Linked DNA regions of Mus musculus: region 2 is linked to region 1. A link is a contact called in public promoter capture Hi-C data. All regions are on one chromosome and are shown on one strand. Each heading gives the region's core, a stretch centred on a gene start, on an enhancer-like site or on the middle of the called end of the contact. The rest is flanking DNA. Distances are from core to core; before and after follow the strand shown.

What was found. Promoter capture Hi-C pulls out the DNA fragments that hold promoters and counts their contacts.
Region 2: a promoter capture Hi-C map of second pharyngeal arch cranial neural crest shows a contact between it and region 1. The contact joins the enhancer-like site here to the promoter of B230219D22Rik in region 1. A contact is called at or near these places in 4 of 39 promoter capture datasets (cranial neural crest, frontonasal cranial neural crest, maxillary cranial neural crest and 1 more), 3 of 484 Hi-C or Micro-C datasets (cerebellum, embryonic stem cells and palatal mesenchyme), 10 of 115 datasets of contacts at active chromatin or transcription factors (cardiomyocytes, craniofacial prominence, embryonic basal ganglia and 5 more) and 1 of 9 other capture datasets (pancreatic islet).

Annotation. Positions count from the first base shown.
Region 1 is chr13:55,691,053-55,694,587 of GRCm38.p6, forward strand. It overlaps B230219D22Rik (RIKEN cDNA B230219D22 gene), which reads left to right and starts at 2,072. Exons shown (of 2, transcript NM_181278.2): 1 at 2,072-2,295.
Region 2 is chr13:55,954,634-55,958,025 of GRCm38.p6, forward strand. No RefSeq gene overlaps it. Among named protein-coding and RNA genes, the nearest start is that of Gm31542, 46 kb to the left of the region's middle. Within about 2 kb of position 1,323, at least 9 of the 459 cell types and tissues checked have an H3K27ac peak or open chromatin away from gene starts, as enhancers often do. A contact at or near this core is called in craniofacial prominence and second pharyngeal arch cranial neural crest, where this site is marked.

The DNA of each region.
Region 1 (3,535 bases), core at 822-3,321:
CAGGGGCCTAGTTTCCAGCCTCTAGTTAAAGCTCAAAAAATGGACACATCAGTACCCTCAATGTCACAGCTCAGCAGCCAGAGCTAGCAATTGAGTGCCCTCCTTTTTATGAGCAGGAAGGTGGACTTCCAGGCTCACCTCTCAGCTCTCTGACTCCCAGATTTCTGCAGTCTAGCTGCTACAGTGTAGCCACCTGCTAAGCTGCTTCTGGGCTGCCAGCTCCAAGCTTTAGGCTGGCTCCTCTTAAGTTGTGGCCGAAGTAAGGCCCATTGGAGCAGCTGCCAGTGGTTCTCTCTATCAGACAGGAGTCTCCTTGGCAGCTCTGGGATTTGTGGGTTTTTTTTTTCCATTAAAAAAAAAACAATAATAGCAAAACTATGTTGTTAATGCCCGCTTTAGTACCTTTGAAGAGAGGGGCTGTTTGCTCCTTGGGTACCATGGGGAATCTAGGGTTATTGTTGCCTCCTGCTGGGGAGGTTTTGGTTTTCCCTCAGAAGTCTATTTAGAGACAGAAGACTGTCAATTTCCTTCTTTCTTTCTTTCTTTCTTTCTTTCTTTCTTTCTTTCTTTCAAGATTTATTTATTTATTTCCTGTATGTAAGTGTACTGTCACTGACACACCAGAAGAGGGCATCAGATCTCATTACAGATGGTTGTGAGCCACCATGTGGTTGCTGGGAATTGAACTCAGGACCTCTGGAAGAACAGTCAGTGCTCTTAACCACTGAGCCATAACTCCAGCCCAATACTATCAATTTCATGTTCCGGGCTTATAGTAAGAACTCTGAATCCAGGATAATTCTACAACCAAGCGACTCAGAAGGAAATACCGCCAAATGGAATTAGGCTAGTGGTTCCGCCTTTTAGGATAAAGGATATGGCACATTGTAGAGATGTCAGGGATTAAAAAAAAAAAAAAAACTAAATACTACAGGGCACCCCACATAAAATACCTTAATTATTACACATCTTACATCTGAGAGCCCTAACACCATCACCATCTGAATATTCTCATGTTTGGATATGGGCAGTCCTGCCCTACCCACCCTTAAGAAACTAAAGGGCAGACACTGAGTCTTTTTGTTTGTTTGTTTGTTTGTTTGGGGAGGGTTTCAAGGCAGGCTGTCCTGGAACTCACTCTGTAGACCAGGCTGGCCTCAAACTCAGAAATCCGCCTACTTTTGCCTCCCAAGTGCTGGGATTAAAGGCGTGCGCCACCACTGCCCAGTTTTGAGTTGGTTATTTATTTATTTAGCCATTGTGGGATTTCAGAATCATTTTTATTTGCATTTCCATGATGACTAAGGATTTTCAACATTTCTTTTAGATTTATTTGGGAATACTTCTGCTGCCTGGAGATGAGCTAACTTGAAGCCCAAGGATAGTAAGTACCATGGCTAGAAAATTCTCAAAGACTGAGGTAAGGCTGGGAGCTCCACCTTACCCCTGAGATGCTAGCTGCAGGAAAGAAGCAAGCTTTACTGGTACCTCTGCTGTGAACCCTGACCATGATGAGTCACCCGTGTGCCTACTCATATTGCCGTGCCTAACATTTCTGCTGGTTTATTTTTGTTTGTTCATGCTCTGTAGCCCAGGTTGACTCCAAACTCATTTTATGTATATGAGTACACTGTAGCTCTCAGACACACCAGAAGAGGGCAATCAGATCCCTTTACAGATGGTTGTGAGCCACCATGTGGTTGCTGGGACTTGAACTCAGGACCTCTGGAAGAGCAGTCTGTGCTCCTAACCACTGAGCCATCTCTCCAGCCCCCAGACAATGAATGAGTCTTAAGGGCTGCAGACAGGCATGAGCAAACATCGTTTTCAAACAGCTGTGTAAACGGCTTCTGGACAACTGCAGCGGGCTTCAAACGATGCCTGCGTCACGGAGTGACCCTGCATTCTGGGAAGTCACCGAGCCGACCATCCGCTCGCTCATCTTGGCGGGACTGGAGCTCCGCACAGGGACCGTCCGCTTCGCGCGCGCCTGCGCACTCCGTTCGCGGGCCGCGCGAAGAGTCTCGCGATACTTAGGCGTGCCTGCGCCTGCGCAGGCGGCGCTCACATTCCGGGGCTGTGGCGGCTTCTTCCTCCCGCGTCCGGGGCCCCGCGGTGAGGGCTCCAGGGAGTCGGGCGCTGGCGTGGCCTTCGCCGCCGCCGCCGCCGGCCCTCTGCCGTGACTGGACAGGGCCGCCCGGAGCGGGCGCGGCCGGAGTGAACGGAACGGGCGGGAGCTTTCCTGCCTATGGGCGGCCCCTGGGCGCTCTGAGGGCCGGGCTCCGAGCGGCCGAGGTAGGGCGCGGGGCGGCGGCTGGCGCGGGGCCCGGCGAGCGGGATGCGGGATGCGGCGGCGAGCGCGGGCGCCTCCTTCCTCCGGGGCGGCCTCCTTCCCCGCGGTACTTCCGCCCGGGCGCCCGCCGGCCTCGCGGCAAGCGGAAGTCACGGCGCGGGCCGCGCAGCCAGGGCTGCAGGGTGGGCGCGGGGCCGCAGTCTCGCCCTGGAGCTGCGGTCGTCCCCGCATCCCGAGAGCGCGGCGGGGAACGCCTCGGGGTCCCGTTAGGATGCTGACTTGGGGAAGCGCCGTGGGGCACGGCTAAGGAGCGCAGAGAAGACAAAGGAGACCGTTATTTATGTTGTGTAAACTTCTCGGGAGGCGGGAGCGGAGCAGCATCCTCAGTGGTTGACACGGCCTCCCACACTTGTTTAGAATTATAAAATCATATGTGATTATATACAGTAGTTAGCTAGATAGTAACAAAACACCGAGGGTTGTGGGATATTTGATCCTTGGAGGAGAACGGCGTGTGGGCCTTTGAAGCTTTGCTATATTTACAAAGCTTAAAGGTGCCTTGTGAATTTACTAAAAATAGTTTTTTTGGGAGCAATGTCTGCCACATTCAAGGTAAAAAAAAAAAAAGAAAGAAATGTGATTGTTTCATTGGAAGACGGCAGGATTAAACACCCACAGTAAAACTTAAGGGAAAGCAGGTCGCAGCAGACCTTCAAAACTACTAATTTAGTCACAGTGAAACTCCTCGCTGGCTTCCTTAAACTTACCGGTGCACCATTTTAAAAGATGCTTCTTCGTTTGTTTGATGTGTGCAAGGCATTGGGGTCCACCCCTAGTACCACAAACAAAACAAAACCAACTGTAGCCTTTGCTTTGCAACACGATTTGTTCTGTTAACTCCTAGCTTATGTTCCACCCACGTCTTAAGAGAAATTCCTCCGCCCACTTTTCTCAAATGTAACCTGCATCATTTTAGTGAACTTTGCATGGAAAGAATCCAAGAATAGCTGGGAAAAAAAGCAGTTAAGAGCGTGTACCAGGCTTGAAGAGAAGTAGGGTTTGGCTCCCTGCACTACGGTGCACTGGGAACCAAATGTAACTCCATGTGTTGCACCCCGGGGGGACTCACACTCATTTGTTCTCATGTAGACAAGCATAATTTAAAACATAAGGTAATAGCTGACCAAGCATGTTGGTTAACACCTTTACACCCATTACTTTCTTGGTGAGGCAGGAGGATTG
Region 2 (3,392 bases), core at 73-2,572, 260 kb after region 1:
CCCCTGTGGTCCTACTGGATTTTCTACACATAGCAAACGTGGCAGCTCTTTACAGCAGTGTGTGCAGTAGGTGGAGGCATGCATTTAGTGTCTTTGGACATATTGTGACCCTACCAATGAGAAGAAATGTATCTTTACAGACTCTCCAGTTTTGCTGTCCCTTGTGAGTCCTGACCTGGTAGGTTGGTTTGCAGGACATCCGTAGAGACGAGCATATGCCACGTGCCGTGTGGGTTGACTGTGTGTAGAGATGGCTTCTGAGCAGATGTTCAGAGGAAAGGGTAATGGTGGCTTTCCAGCACATACCGCCCAGGCTTTGGCTCCAGAGGTGTAGCTGGAGTGAGGTGGGGGAGAGGCTAGGGAAGAGCAGAGCCTGTACCCTTAGGCTCCTATGCCTCCTGATAGACTTAGAAGCTGTGAGTCCCCTCTGCACAGAGTATGAGACCATGGTGGGAGTGGTCCCTGGACTGCAGCCACATCAGGTTCTGGGTATGAGGCCCAAAGCAGAGCCTTCCTTCACCCATTACCTTCATTACACGGGTGGGTCCTGTCACAGAGGCTCACAGCAGATGTAGTGAGCGGTGTGTGCCTTCCTTTGTTAAGAACTGCATTCAGCTCTATGAATGGATTGGACTTTGGAGCAAGAGGAACAGTGTTAGAATCTTAACTTAGTGACAGAATGTCACCTGGAGCACATAACTTAGCCCACCTGTGACTCAGTTTATTCATTTTAAGATGAAAACAATCATTATAACAATGAATGAAAGATGTATTAAACATTATACCTCATAGCTTAAAGTTTTAGTATATTGCCTAGTATACATTAAAAGCTATATGATTATATATATATATATATATATATATATATATATATATATATATATATTCTTTTTAATTAGGAAAATTTATGAAACTTGTGGCAAATCCTGGGGCAGCTTACTCTTACTGAGCTTCAGACTTGTGATCCAGTCCCAGGGACAAAACAGATAGCGATGCCTACCACAGAGAGGATTGCCTGTGATGCTTTCTGTGTGATGGACAGACAGACGAGGAGAAGAAGACACTTGGCACGAAGTAATCCCGCCCCTGGTTTTTATTATCGTGATTGGTGTCTCTCAGCCTCTTTCTCATTCTGTCTTCTGCTGCGGGACAGAGAGTAAAAGCACAAAGACTGAGCCAGGAGGAAGTCTGGATTCAGAGGATGCTAACAGTCTCCTCCCCACCCCAGGAAAGACCTCAGGAACAACCAGGGCAGATCCCCAGGACTGAGTCAGGGGCTCTGTCTGTCCTCCCAGCCTCCCGGCAGGAAGCCTGCCTGTTGGTTGCAGCTGCTCCTCCTGCTGAGCCCTTGCTTGGGCACTGGGATGACGTGTGGTCAGAGGCACTGCCAAAGATGGGGAAGAACCTGGTGTAGGCGGAAGATCTTCTCCTCCACCTCCTCTGGAAGGCGCGGTCTCTTCTTCCCAGGAAGCACCAGCACAATTTTCTAATCAAGTTGAAGTCTGTGGCCCGTAGTTAGAAACAATAAATGAAATGCAATTTGAGCTAGCACTTTGCCTGGGTCTCAGTTTCTGGAAGTGGGTGGGGGGGTGAGAAGCTAGTCTTGCTGAGAGAAGAACTTGACCCCCCTGACCTAGATCATTTTAGCCCCCAGCCCCACGGTGAGCTTGAGGGGGTGGGACCCTGGGCTTTATTTCAGGTAATCATTGCAAATCCTGATTTTGATCTGTCAGGTCAAAGTGCACGCTGCTCTGTAAATCAATGCGCACTATTAAGCCGCTCTTTGTTTTTTCTCCTTCCAGCGCCTTCTACCTACCATGCTTAGAGTTTAGACCTGGAGATCATTGTTTAATCAATATTAAACCGTTCGCATAGCTTAAGTGTTTGCTTATGTGCTTGGAATCGTTGCTTGCAGGGAGAACAAGTGATGTCCTAATCTGCCTTCACTACGCTCCCCAACACCCCAATTATGTAATTTAGAGAAGGACATTTCCTGACAGCAGTTCTCAGCGTGCGCAGCAGCAAATGCTGGCTGGGGACGGCCCAAACAACCCTGTAATAGCTAGCACATGGACCTGCTGCCTGGGTCCCGGCTCTGGCTTGGGATGGGCGCCGTCCACTTGGGTTAAGGCTTTCAAATGATGGCATATTAGCGCCAGTAGAAGTAATTTCACATGAAAGGGGCTGAGGCTAATAGCCCATCTCCAGTCTCTCCGAGTTTGCGGAATGGGTCCTCACTGCAAATTGTTACCGACCCAGACAGTTAGGAACGACTATCACCTAACTCGTGAGACTGACGCAGCCAAAAGCGTGTCCAAGAGGCCAAATTTTAGGCCACGCTTCTCCATGGTTTTGCCAAGTGTCACCTCTATGGGCCAGAGGCTGGACATGAGTGTCCCAAAGAGCTCCACATTTGGGGAAGTGTTGAGGAAGACGTGTGCATACTCTCTCACACGCTGCCTTACTGGGGCTGCTGAGTAGCAGAATCTTTACTGTCTAGTTGGTGTGGTTAATTTGGGCAGCCGGAGCCCTCATCGTCTTTCTCCTTAGCAGGCTGCCAGCATTAACACAGATCAGTGTCTTGGTCCCATTGACTCTGTGATCAGAGCCCAGCTTGATGTTTTCTGGCTAAATGAGGCCAAGGCGCTCACTGAACTGGCTGCTTCCACATGAGAATGCTAGACTATTCTTCCTGCTTCCTCTCCTCCAGAGACCACAGTCTGACAGCTATTCTCTTGCACAGAAGCCCAAGGGAAGCCTTCGGGGCTCACCAGTCTCAGCTGGGATGGTGAGTGGGCATCTGGAGCATGGGTCAGCAGGCATAGAGTTCAGCGGTGAGAACCAACCAGCTGCTTCAGGACTAGGCTCTTGAAGATCCCAGTGGAAGGGTAGAGACTCGGGAGGAGCAGACAAGAGCTGTGGAAATGTTCATTTGGCTGTGAACCTCAAACCAATGCCTTCACCTTTCTAGAAGCCAGTTGCTATGGCAATAGAAGCAGTGCCAATGGCAAGAGTAGGTTTTTTTTTTTTTTTTTGTGGTTAGAGTGCCTGTCTCAGACAAAAGAGATCAGGGCTAACCCAACAGCACACTGTTCTCGCTAGCTAGCTAGCTCCCTCGCTCGCTCTCTCTTCCAGGGGTTGGGTGTTGCTGGCCCGGTTTGGAAAAGGCAGGGGTTGGGGTGGCAGCCTTCTGAGAGGAGCCATTTTGCTCTGGCTTTATTCTGGGGGACCTGAGAACCTGCCCAGAAATAAGAGGTCATCTCATGTTCCCGGGAGGTGGGGATGCCATGGTGCTCACCCAGGGCGAAGGGCTGCTCGGTTACAGCGAGGAAAAATGAGGCTAAAAATTCCTTGCTCTCTAGGCAAACTTACTCACGATAGAGTGCTCTTTA